Regions from separate parts of the Danio rerio genome. Here all the other regions are linked to region 2. Evidence: chromatin contacts called from public Hi-C data. All regions are on one chromosome and are shown on one strand. The core of a region is the stretch at or near the end of the contact, and the rest is flanking DNA. Distances in the headings are between cores, read along the strand shown. Region 1 overlaps atp8b4 (ATPase phospholipid transporting 8B4). Region 2 overlaps tjp1b (tight junction protein 1b). Region 3 has its middle 38 kb from the start of tjp1b.

The links. A called contact is a pair of places that touch in the nucleus more often than the background predicts.
Region 1: a contact with region 2 is called in a Hi-C map of fibroblasts, with 6 times the contacts expected there. The contact joins two enhancer-like sites. A contact is called at or near these places in 2 of 18 Hi-C or Micro-C datasets (caudal fin and fibroblasts).
Region 3: a contact with region 2 is called in a Hi-C map of embryo, with 4 times the contacts expected there. The contact joins two enhancer-like sites. A contact is called at or near these places in 5 of 18 Hi-C or Micro-C datasets (caudal fin, embryo, hematopoietic stem cells and 2 more).

Annotation. Positions count from the first base shown.
Region 1 is chr25:34,834,859-34,838,344 of GRCz12tu, reverse strand. It overlaps atp8b4 (ATPase phospholipid transporting 8B4), which reads left to right. Exons shown (of 28, transcript XM_682623.9): 28 at 1,661-3,486. The coding sequence ends at 1,948. Among named protein-coding and RNA genes, the nearest start is that of galk2, 15 kb to the right of the region's middle. Within about 2 kb of position 1,679, at least 4 of the 62 cell types and tissues checked have an H3K27ac peak or open chromatin away from gene starts, as enhancers often do.
Region 2 is chr25:34,675,495-34,678,832 of GRCz12tu, reverse strand. It overlaps tjp1b (tight junction protein 1b), which reads right to left. Exons shown (of 29, transcript XM_073943328.1): 24 at 1,340-1,561; 25 at 1,120-1,259. Among named protein-coding and RNA genes, the nearest start is that of zgc:101540, 46 kb to the left of the region's middle. Within about 2 kb of position 1,627, at least 3 of the 62 cell types and tissues checked have an H3K27ac peak or open chromatin away from gene starts, as enhancers often do.
Region 3 is chr25:34,451,013-34,454,572 of GRCz12tu, reverse strand. No RefSeq gene overlaps it. Among named protein-coding and RNA genes, the nearest start is that of tjp1b, 38 kb to the left of the region's middle. Within about 2 kb of position 1,457, at least 8 of the 62 cell types and tissues checked have an H3K27ac peak or open chromatin away from gene starts, as enhancers often do.

The sequences.
Region 1 (3,486 bases), core at 430-2,929, 160 kb before region 2:
AAAATGAATAGTTCATTCCTCAAAAGCAAGTATTCATGTCAATCAAAGTGTCAGTATCACTAAAATGAAAAGTCCTGCACTGCAAAAAATGCTTTTCTTACTTAGATTTTTTGTCTTGTTTCGAGTCCAAATGTCTAAAAAATCTCAAAACAAGAAGAATTTTCTACACACGCAAAACATATTGTCTTGTTTTGAGATATAATATGCCATAATTAAGTGAGTTTTTCCTTAATACAAGCAAAATAATCTGCCAATGGGGTAAGCAAAATAATCTTATGTCAAAAGGAAAAACAAGATTATTTTGCTTATCCCATTGGCAGATTATTTTGCTTGTTTTAAGAAAAAACTCACTTAATATTGGCATATTATTTCTCAAAACAAGAGAATATGTTTTGCTTGGCTAGAAAATTCTCCTTTATTTAAAAATATTTAGATATTTGGACTTGAAACAAGACAAAACATCTAAATAAGAAAAGCATTTTTTGCAGTGTGACACCTTGTTTATAAACAAGATAGTCAAATGGCTTAGTCGTGTTTTCATTATGAGTTTACTCTGTACATTTTTTCAATGCAAAAAAAGTCAGATGTTGGTGACACTTGCTGAAAATGCACTTTATACTATTTGCACAGCCATTTGAAAACTACAGAATAGTTAGACATCACTGCATTTAGTGAGCTATCTGAGTACAAGACACTGAATATGTATGTTGCACATTTTTACTGCATTTGCTCTTTACAATCCTAATTTACTCACAGCATTGTGCAGAAGAATAAACACACCCTTATTTACAACAAGCATAAACTCCCTTTGGGTAAAGCTGAGCACAACTGTAAACAATATTGCAGTACACATTGGAACTGAGCCTGCAACATACACAGGTCAGTAAATCATTCTTAAAATTGTTCGATTTTAAAGACATTTTCAGAAAAATAAAGTTTTTAAAAAAATTTTTTAATAAAGATTGCTTGACCGATTTTGGAATCAAGTTCATCCTTTTTTTGTATGTAATGACTCAAGTAATGAAATGAGGACTGTTAGTTTTATATGAAATGACTATTCAGCATTTACAAGTTTAGTTCATTTTGACTGACATGACATAAGCAGATGATAATGTTATAAATAGCAGAGAGTTGAATGAAAGCAATTGATGCATGTGCGAAAGCATTTGCAATTTGTTGAAAGGAATGAGAAACTGCTACTAGGATGTGCACAAACGACTAACTGTTTTGAGAAATGCATTAACTGTTGTGCAAATGTAAATAGTGTTGTGAGAAATGCACCAAAGCGACTGAGAAAACTGTAAATCGTTGCGTGCTTAAATTAAGTAGTTTAATTGCAGCACTGCCAAAATTGTATTATAATCACATTATGGGGGTGAACATAAACAAAGGGAATGAGCATTTATGATATTAGGGACTTCGATGGATTTGCTGTTCGGATTCTCAGCAGTGAAAATTAAACCACACTGAACTGAACTAAACTGAACTTCAACTCTGAAAACTGGACTGACACAGTTTCAATTTACTAGAACTCCTGTGTTAAGCTGCTTTGACACAATCTACATTGTAAAAGCGCTAAATAAATAAAGATGAATTGAACTGAATAGTCAAATGGTCATGTGCGTCATCATAATCTCCTGAACCGTCTGCCCTCCCTCAGGTGCGTTTACTCCAGCAGGCCACTAGGCGGCAGCGTCCTCAAGAGCAGAACCTCAGGAGAGTCCGCAGGACCAGCTCTAGACGCTCGGCCTACGCTTTCTCCCACCAGCAGGGATACGGAGAACTCATCACCTCCGGCAAGAACATGAAGGTTCCCACATCCTCCACTTCCACATACCCGCTGTCCTCACCCTCCCGAGCCCCTGGAGAGAAGGGCACCACCTCAGCCAACAGCAGGCCGAGCGAGCACAAACAAGAGGTGACGGTAGAAGACTTGGAGGCCAGATAAAAGCCCTTTACTTAGCATCTGAAGATTTAGCGTCTGTGTTTTTTGATAATTGTGTACAGACTACAGGAGGGCTACACATGCACAGGAGACTCCAAAGAGCCAGCACAATGAAGCACAGATCATTCCTTTCACCTCATTTTTCGGTTCCGTCTCAAACGGCGTCTGTTTAAATTGAACCCGAGATTCATTTTTGTATTCTCACCTCTTCTGGCACACGATTCAAAAAGTGTGATGTTTTCTCAAAAAGGCACAGTTTTTGTATTCTGGGTTTTAAGAACTTCTTTTTAACGCTTTAGGAAATGTTTTAGACACTCATGTTTAAAGGAACACTACACCTTTTTTGATAAAAGGCTTATTTTACATCTCCAGTTAAAGAGTTGAGTTCATTCAGTCGATCTTCAGAGCACTTTTAGCTAAGCTTAGCACAAATCATTGAATCGGATTAGACCGTTAGCATCTCAAAAATAAAATTACAAAAAAGTGCTCTGATAATTTTCCTATTTAAAGCTCGACTCTTTTGCAGTGACATCGTGAACTAAGACTGATGGAAAGTGAAAAGATGATATTTTTTAAGCTGATATGGAACTATACTCTCATTCTGGTGTAATAATAATGAAGAAACTTTCCTGCCGTACACTATGACTGCAGCAGGCGCAATGATGCGCAGATATTAACTAGTGGTGTAAGCAAGCATATGCATATATGCTGCGCTCAATATTCAGATCCTATGTAATATTATTGCTCCGGCTTCAGCCATGATACAGCAGCAAATCTCCTTGATTATTACACCTGAATGAGTGTATAGTTCCTAGCCATATCAATCTAGAAAATAGCTACTTTTCATTTTCCGTCAGTCTTAGTACACGACAGAAGTGTATCTACAGAAGAGTCCAGCTTTTAAATAGGAAAATTATCTTTTTTTTTTTTTTTTTTTTTGTGTGAGATGCTAATTGTCTAATCCAATTCAATGATTTATGCTAAGCTAAGCTAAAAGTGCTCCCACCAGACCTGGAAATTCCCTGAATGGATTAAAAATGGAAAAACTCAACTGTTCAACTGTAGAAAGCTGTAAAAGAGAGCTGTAAACTTTACAACTGCTCCAGGGCTAAAGAGTTGAGTCTATTTAGTTGATCTCTGGAGTACTTTTAGCTTAGCTTAGCATCAATCACTGAATCGGATTAGACCGTTAGCATCCTAAAAATGACACAAAAGTGTTTCAATAATTTTCCTATTTAAAGCTCGACTCTTCTGCAGTGACATCGTGAACTAAGACTGATGGAAAGTGAAAAGATGTTGTTTTCTAAGCGGATATGGAACTATACTCTAATTCTGACGTAATAATAATGAAGGACCTTTCCTGCTGTACACCACGACTGCAGCAGGCGCAATGATATGCAGATTCTAACTGTTTGTGCAAGCATAGACGTTGATTCTGGAGAAAATTTTTAGATGCTGCGTAATATCATTGCACTGCTACAGCCATAGTACGGCAGCAAATCTCCTTGATTATTACACCTGAATGAAAGTATAGTCTCTAG
Region 2 (3,338 bases), core at 378-2,877:
TATATGTATGATATTACATGTATAAAAATTAACATTAGAAAGTCAAGAAATTTATTCCCAAATACTAAAAGAATATGTGAAATCACTTATGAAACATTTTTTTATATGCAATTAGAGTGAAAATATTGTTTATTAAGGATGTATAAAATGCTATATTTAAGGCCTTTTATTGAAAAGAAGTCTGAAGAAATGTTTTATTTAATTATTTATGGTGTTTAAAATATAGTTTTTTTGTTAAATGTTAGTTAATTATATAATTAAGAATTAAAAATGAATAGTTTTTATTTTTGGTTTTTATTTAGATTTGTGGACTTAAACAGTATAAAATTATACAAAACATCCAATGAGGTTCATGTTTGCAAGGTTAAAAGAATACGTTTTTTTTTTATTTAAATGAAAAAAATAAAACACATATGCAAGTAGTCACTGTAAGAAAAAATAGTTTGTACTATTAGGGGACAAAAGAAAACAAAACACCGAACCAAAACAAAAAACAAACAAAATAAATAAATAAATAAAACACCAAACCAATACAACCAAACCACAAACTAAAACACACAAATCAAAACAAAACAGAAAAACACAAAACCAAAACACAAAACCAAAACACAACAAAACAGAAAAAATTAAATGAATAAATAAACAAATAAATAAAACACCAAACCAAAACACAACAAAACAGAAAACATAAAATAAATAAATAAATAAAACACCAAAACAAAAAATAAAACAAAAATAAATAAATGAATAAATAAAAGACCAAACCAAAAAAAAAACACCAAACCAAACTTAAACACCCAAATGAAAACAAACAGAAAAAATAAACAAACAAAACATAAACAAAACAAACCAAAACAGAAAAAATGAATAAATAAAATGCTAAACCAAAACAAAAAACAAACCAAAAAACAAAACAAAACAACAAAAAAATTAATAAAACACCAAATCAAAACCAAAACAAAAAACAAAACAACAAAAATAAATAAAACAACAGACCACAAAACCAAACAAAACAAAACCAAAACACAACACAACACAACACAACACAACACAAAACAAAACAAAACAAAACAAAACAAAACAAAACAAAACAAAACAAAACAAAAAGTCTCTTGTTACCCTCGATGTTGGTGAGTTTGGGCAGGGATGTGGGCGGAGCGACAGGTGTGTTCTGGCTGTATGGAGCAGGTGAAGGGTTGACTGGCGGCAGAGGCTCGTATCTCTTGTCCACAGGACTCACCTTCTCCACAGACTCCGTCCTGAAGCAGAAACAGTAGATGTGATGCATTCATCAACATCAACACAAACACATGTACAGTATATCCTGTCTGGCCTTTACCTAGCGAAAGGATAAGCGATCTGTGTCTGGGGTGGTTTGGGCGGCTCATGGAAGCGGTTTACTCCAGCGCTGGGTGGATTCATGACCTTACTGTCGAAACTGCGGCGGTCGAAAAATGAGAGCTGTTTTCTGTAGTACTCTTCATCATCATCAGGGTCGTAGTGGTTGGAGCGAACCACATCGTCCCCAACACGCGTCTGAGGTTTCTGCGGCTCTGGAGCTCTACGAAAACAGCAGGAACATCAGCAGAAGATCAAAATGTTATGTAACATCTAATGATGCTTTCCAGAAAGTACGATCAGCCAGCAGAGGGCACTACAGGATTACATGAGCACACTCCACTAACAATACATGACTGATGGGTGAATATGGTGTAGAAGAGTGGGGAGAAAGAGAATGCAACTATATATCACACATTTCAAAACCTTTTGTGGCAATGCAAAGTAACATTTACATCTTTACTACACAGTTCCCATTCTCTAGCTAAATCTCTGAAATGTACATATTTACATGATGTGTGTATTTACATAATGTGTGTGCACTTACTGTGCATAAATATAGTCTACAACGAAATAAAATGTACATAAATAAAATATTTATATTATTTAATATCAAAATATTTACATATTTATATAACTGATATTCTATATAAATATTTAATTTAGAAACATCTTCTCTATATTCATTCATTCATTTTCTTTTCTGTTTAGTCCCTTTATTAATCCAGAGTTGCCACAGCAGAATGAACCACCAACTTATTCACCACATGTTTTTATGCACCCTTCCGGCTGCAACCCATCTCTGGGAAACATCCATACGCACTCATTTACACTCATACACTACTGACAATTTAGCTTACCCAATTCACCTGTACCACATGTCTTTGGACAGTGGGGGAAACCGGAGCACCCGGAGGAAACCCACATACACACACACATACACACACACACACATACATATATATATATATATATATATATATATATATATATATATATATATATATATATATATATATATATATATATATATATATATATATATATATATATATGCACACAGTTGAAATTATTAGCCCCCCTTTTCCTTTTTTTTCTCTTTTTAAAAAAATTATTTTTCAATGATGTTTAACAGAGCAAGGAAATTTTCTCAGTATGTTTGATAATATTTTTTTCTTCTAGAGAAAGTCTTATTTGTTTCATTTCGGCTAGAATAAAAGCAGCTTTTAATTTTTTAAACACCATTTTAAGATCAAAATCATTAGCCCCTTTAAGCTAGATTTTTTTTCTCGATAGTCTACAGAAGAACAAACCATCATTATACAATAACTTGCCTAATTACCCTAACCTGCCTAGTTAACCTAATAAACCTAGTTAAGCCTTTAAATGTCACTTTAAGCTGTATAGAAGTGTCTTGAAAAATATCTAGCCAAATATTATTTACTTTCATCATGGCAAAGATAAAATAAATCAGTTATTAAAAATGACTTATTAAAACTATTATATTAAGAAATGTGTTGAAAAAAATAAACAGGGCCTAATAATTCGGGATATATATATATATAAATAAAAGCAATTCCATGCAAATGTCAACCTTGCCATAAAAAAAATATGAAGTTTTCATCAAAATATCATAACCGTTTCTATGTTTTTTTTTTGTATTTTACAGTACAGTAAAATACTCAAAAATGTCTCTGTCAATATTTTTATACAATTATATTTGATTTACCAAAGTCACGTGAATAGCATATTTACATCAGTCACATCCATAACGCAGAGATGTCACATCTATAACAAAGTTTTTCCCTTATAAATGCAAAATTATTAAATCAAATCAAATCAATGGTGTTTGTTTTATTGAGTCAACTCTTCTCCTTTTTTTAGGTTGTGCAGTTTAATTCACAGAATTTCTACAAAGTGTTTTGTATACTGCAAACTCGCATACTTTTTTGGTCACAAAAAACAACGCATGTTTCTTTTCCTCATTTAAAGTATAAAAT
Region 3 (3,560 bases), core at 208-2,707, 220 kb after region 2:
TCTGCGTAATTCTGCACGAGCAGATTCCGTGTGGGCCTGCTTTTGACCCACCCATGTGTTACTTTCTTCCCTGCCTATGGTGTCAAAAGTAACAATGTGCAACTTTTGTTTAAAGTAAAGTTATGATGGAGTTGTTCTACATTAGATCAAATACCATCTGGATTTGGTAGACCACTGTTGTGAGTTAATAAAAGATAAATAAAAGATAGTGTTTTTAGCAGAAATATATTTTTGCTCTGGTTACTACCAGAGCAAAAATATATTTCTGCTAAAAACATTCTTTTATTTATTTATCTTTATTTTATTTTTTTTGACCCCGCTCCCCCCTACTAAAACATGCTGAATTTAATGTCATATAATTATAATTAAGCAATAATTGTTTGAGATTATAAATAAATGATTAAAAGGATGAATAGAGAAAATGTTTAAGACCATTTTGCCCTGTTAATGTTCTTTTTATACCTCCCATTATCTTCAGTAGTGAGTTTCATTCATGTTATAGTCTGTGTCAGGCCGTCACAGTGGTGCAGTGGGTAGCACAATCGCCTCACAGAAAGAAGATCGCTGGATCGAGCCCCGGCTGAGTCAGTTGGCATTTCTGTGTGGAGTTTGCATGTTCTCCTCATGTTAGCATGGGTTTCCCCTGCAGTCCAAAGACATGCCCTATAGGTGAATTGAATAAGCTAAATTGGCCGTATGTGTGTGAAAGAGTGTATGGGAGTTTCCCCAGTGTTGGGTTGCAGCTGGAAGGGCGTTAGCTGCATAAAAAACATATGCTGGATACGTTGGCGGTTTATTCCGCCGTGGCAACCCCAGATTAATAAAGGGACTGAGCTGAAAAGAAAATGAATGAATGAATGAATGAATGAATGAATAGTCTGTGTCCATCTCCACCAAGCCCACAACTACAAGCAAACATTTTACAATTTCTTTCAAGTTTAAATGTTTACCAGTAATTAAACCAAACAAGTAATTTTAAAGATTAAAATATGAGTTTTATATCGCTTATCATTATATATTAAACCGTATGTCTTTTCAAAACAGAACGCTAGAGTTTGGGTGTACAGTAAACAAACAGCGCCATCTTTAGGCGCTAAATCAAACTTCTACAGTCGATCTCAAACCACAAAGTGCCTTTAAAACAAGATTAAAAGTTAACTTACCAAGATTGTTTTACCAAGGTCTTCTTTAAGGGTAAAAAAAATGTAAATTAATTGCATGAATAAATCATAAGACTGCTAGCTTTGAGTAATAGCTGAGCTGTCGTGATAATTCAACCTGTTTATCATCCTCATATTAATCTGTCTCCATCAAACTCCAAGATTAAGCTAAATTAGCTGACGGGTTTAACCTAGACAGTTTTGTTTGAGGCCATATGCTGGGTTTGTGGCCCAGGCTAGCAGCTAATCTCTTCAGAGGAGCGGATTTAAAGCGGTCTATTTTCTGCCAGCTCCTATGAGACACGCTGCTTTAAAGGGACTTTCTGTGCCACACGGGTCCGGTTGGTATCTGCTTCCATGCGGCTTTAACTACAGTTTAAGATTAGATTAAGATAACACGCCTCAGCGATTTGCGAAGGCGTTTGTGTATGGCAAGCCATTTTAACATTTAAAAGCACTGTGAAATTTGAAATTTTTTAAGACGTTACACTCTAAAAAACATTAGGGGTTATTTTTTTCTACCCAAATCGTTTAGGCATTTGGGTAATTTTGGGGGGTTATTTTCAGAGTCTTGGGTAGTTTCAACCTATATCTTACAGTCTATGGCAGGGGTCACCAATCTCGGTCCTGGTGGGCCGGTGTCACTGCAGGGTTTAGTTCCAACTTGCCTCAACACACCTGCCTGGATGTTTCAAGTATACCTAGTAAGACCTTGATTAGCTTGTTCAGGTGTGTTTGATTAGTTTGGTGACCACTAATCTATGGTTTCAACCCAGCTCTTTGGGTCAAATCAACTCACAGCAGGGGCTGACTGTAATACCACGTATTATATATTAATTTGTTTAAATGCAACGAAAAAAAGTGTAACATAAACACAGATTTCTTGCGTTTTAGATAATTAAATTGAGATTTATGCTCACAGCAGCCCTTAGTCAGACCTTTCTGAATCTTAAAATTTCTTACTAGCACCTTTTGTACACCTGTAATCAAAGCTGCACATCCCCCACCCTACTTTAGTGTTCAAGTCAAAACAGCACAATTGCTGGGTCATCTTTCGTGGGCATTTTTGGATCAAATTAACCTATTATTTATATAAATAACCGAATATTGGGTAAAAAAAAACAACAACAACCCATTCATGGCGATAAAAATAATAACCCATTTACTTGGGTTAATTTAACCCCTGATGTGTTCTGTCCCATATTTACCCAGCAGTAGGGTTAAAAACAACCTAATTGGGGTAGTTTTTAACCCTGTGTTTTTTAGTGTTGTAAGAATATTGTTAGTTTAAAAGGTATAATCCAGCATGCTGCAAAACAGTAAGCAAATTTGTGTTTAGAAGATATAAACATTCAAAGCTTGCAGTGTGTAACTTCCTGAATTTATTATTATTTTAAATACACTTTCATTTAGAAAAGAAGAAATGTACAATATAAATAGGGAAGTAATCTGTAGGAGACTGGAACACAAGTACATACAATTACAAAGTGTTACGAACAACAAGTAACAATAAGTAATAGAAAGAGAAAAAAGAAAACAAAAAAAAAAGAAAGGGGAAGTACAAAATTAAATTTTAAAATTAAATATTAAACTTAATTTGTTTGTTTAAATTCAACACAAACAAATTGTTTGCAACAGTTCTGCATGCAACACTTTTTTCAGTGTAATATAAAAAGTTATTTATAAATATTCCTCATTTTTATTATTGGGACTAGAATAATAACAAATAACATCTAAAATAATTAATTGACTGAATCAAAAATATCCTATAGAAAAAAGTGAAATTCCATAACACACAATCTAATCACAGTCTATTAATTCTAAAAATCTAAATCAGGTTCTAAAGACAAAGTGGAAATTCCAATAAATTAAGTCATAATGCTTAAAAGGATTTTGCAATCCTATAGGACAACGTGAAAATCCAATTAAAAAATTCTGAATGTCTATTAGAATTTTAGGAATCCTTTAAGATCCGATAGGATAAACTAAAATTCCAATAGCATTTTTTGACAAGGGCACAAAAACTGATCACACAACAAGTGCTTATTTGTAGGGGAGTGTGTTGGTAAAAAAAAAAAAAGGTTTGTCTAACCCCCATTACTTTGTTCATTATTTGGCCAAAACCAAAAGTGTTACTTTGTGCCCTGCTGTCCCCCATGAACATTGTTTACTATTTTGGTACTTGAGTAACTTCTGAAAGTGGAAACAGTAGGCCTAATACCGTTTTAGTTTATTGTTATCAAAGAGCATAGAATCACCAAGAGGCGACACTCTAGTGCGATTTGGGAAACAGCCACTAGATGGCGCAACGGCCATTTTGGAATGAAAATTCCAATAGAACAACAGCATAAGTCTGTAAAATAAACTATTAAAAGTGCTGATGATGATGATAGTAAGTGT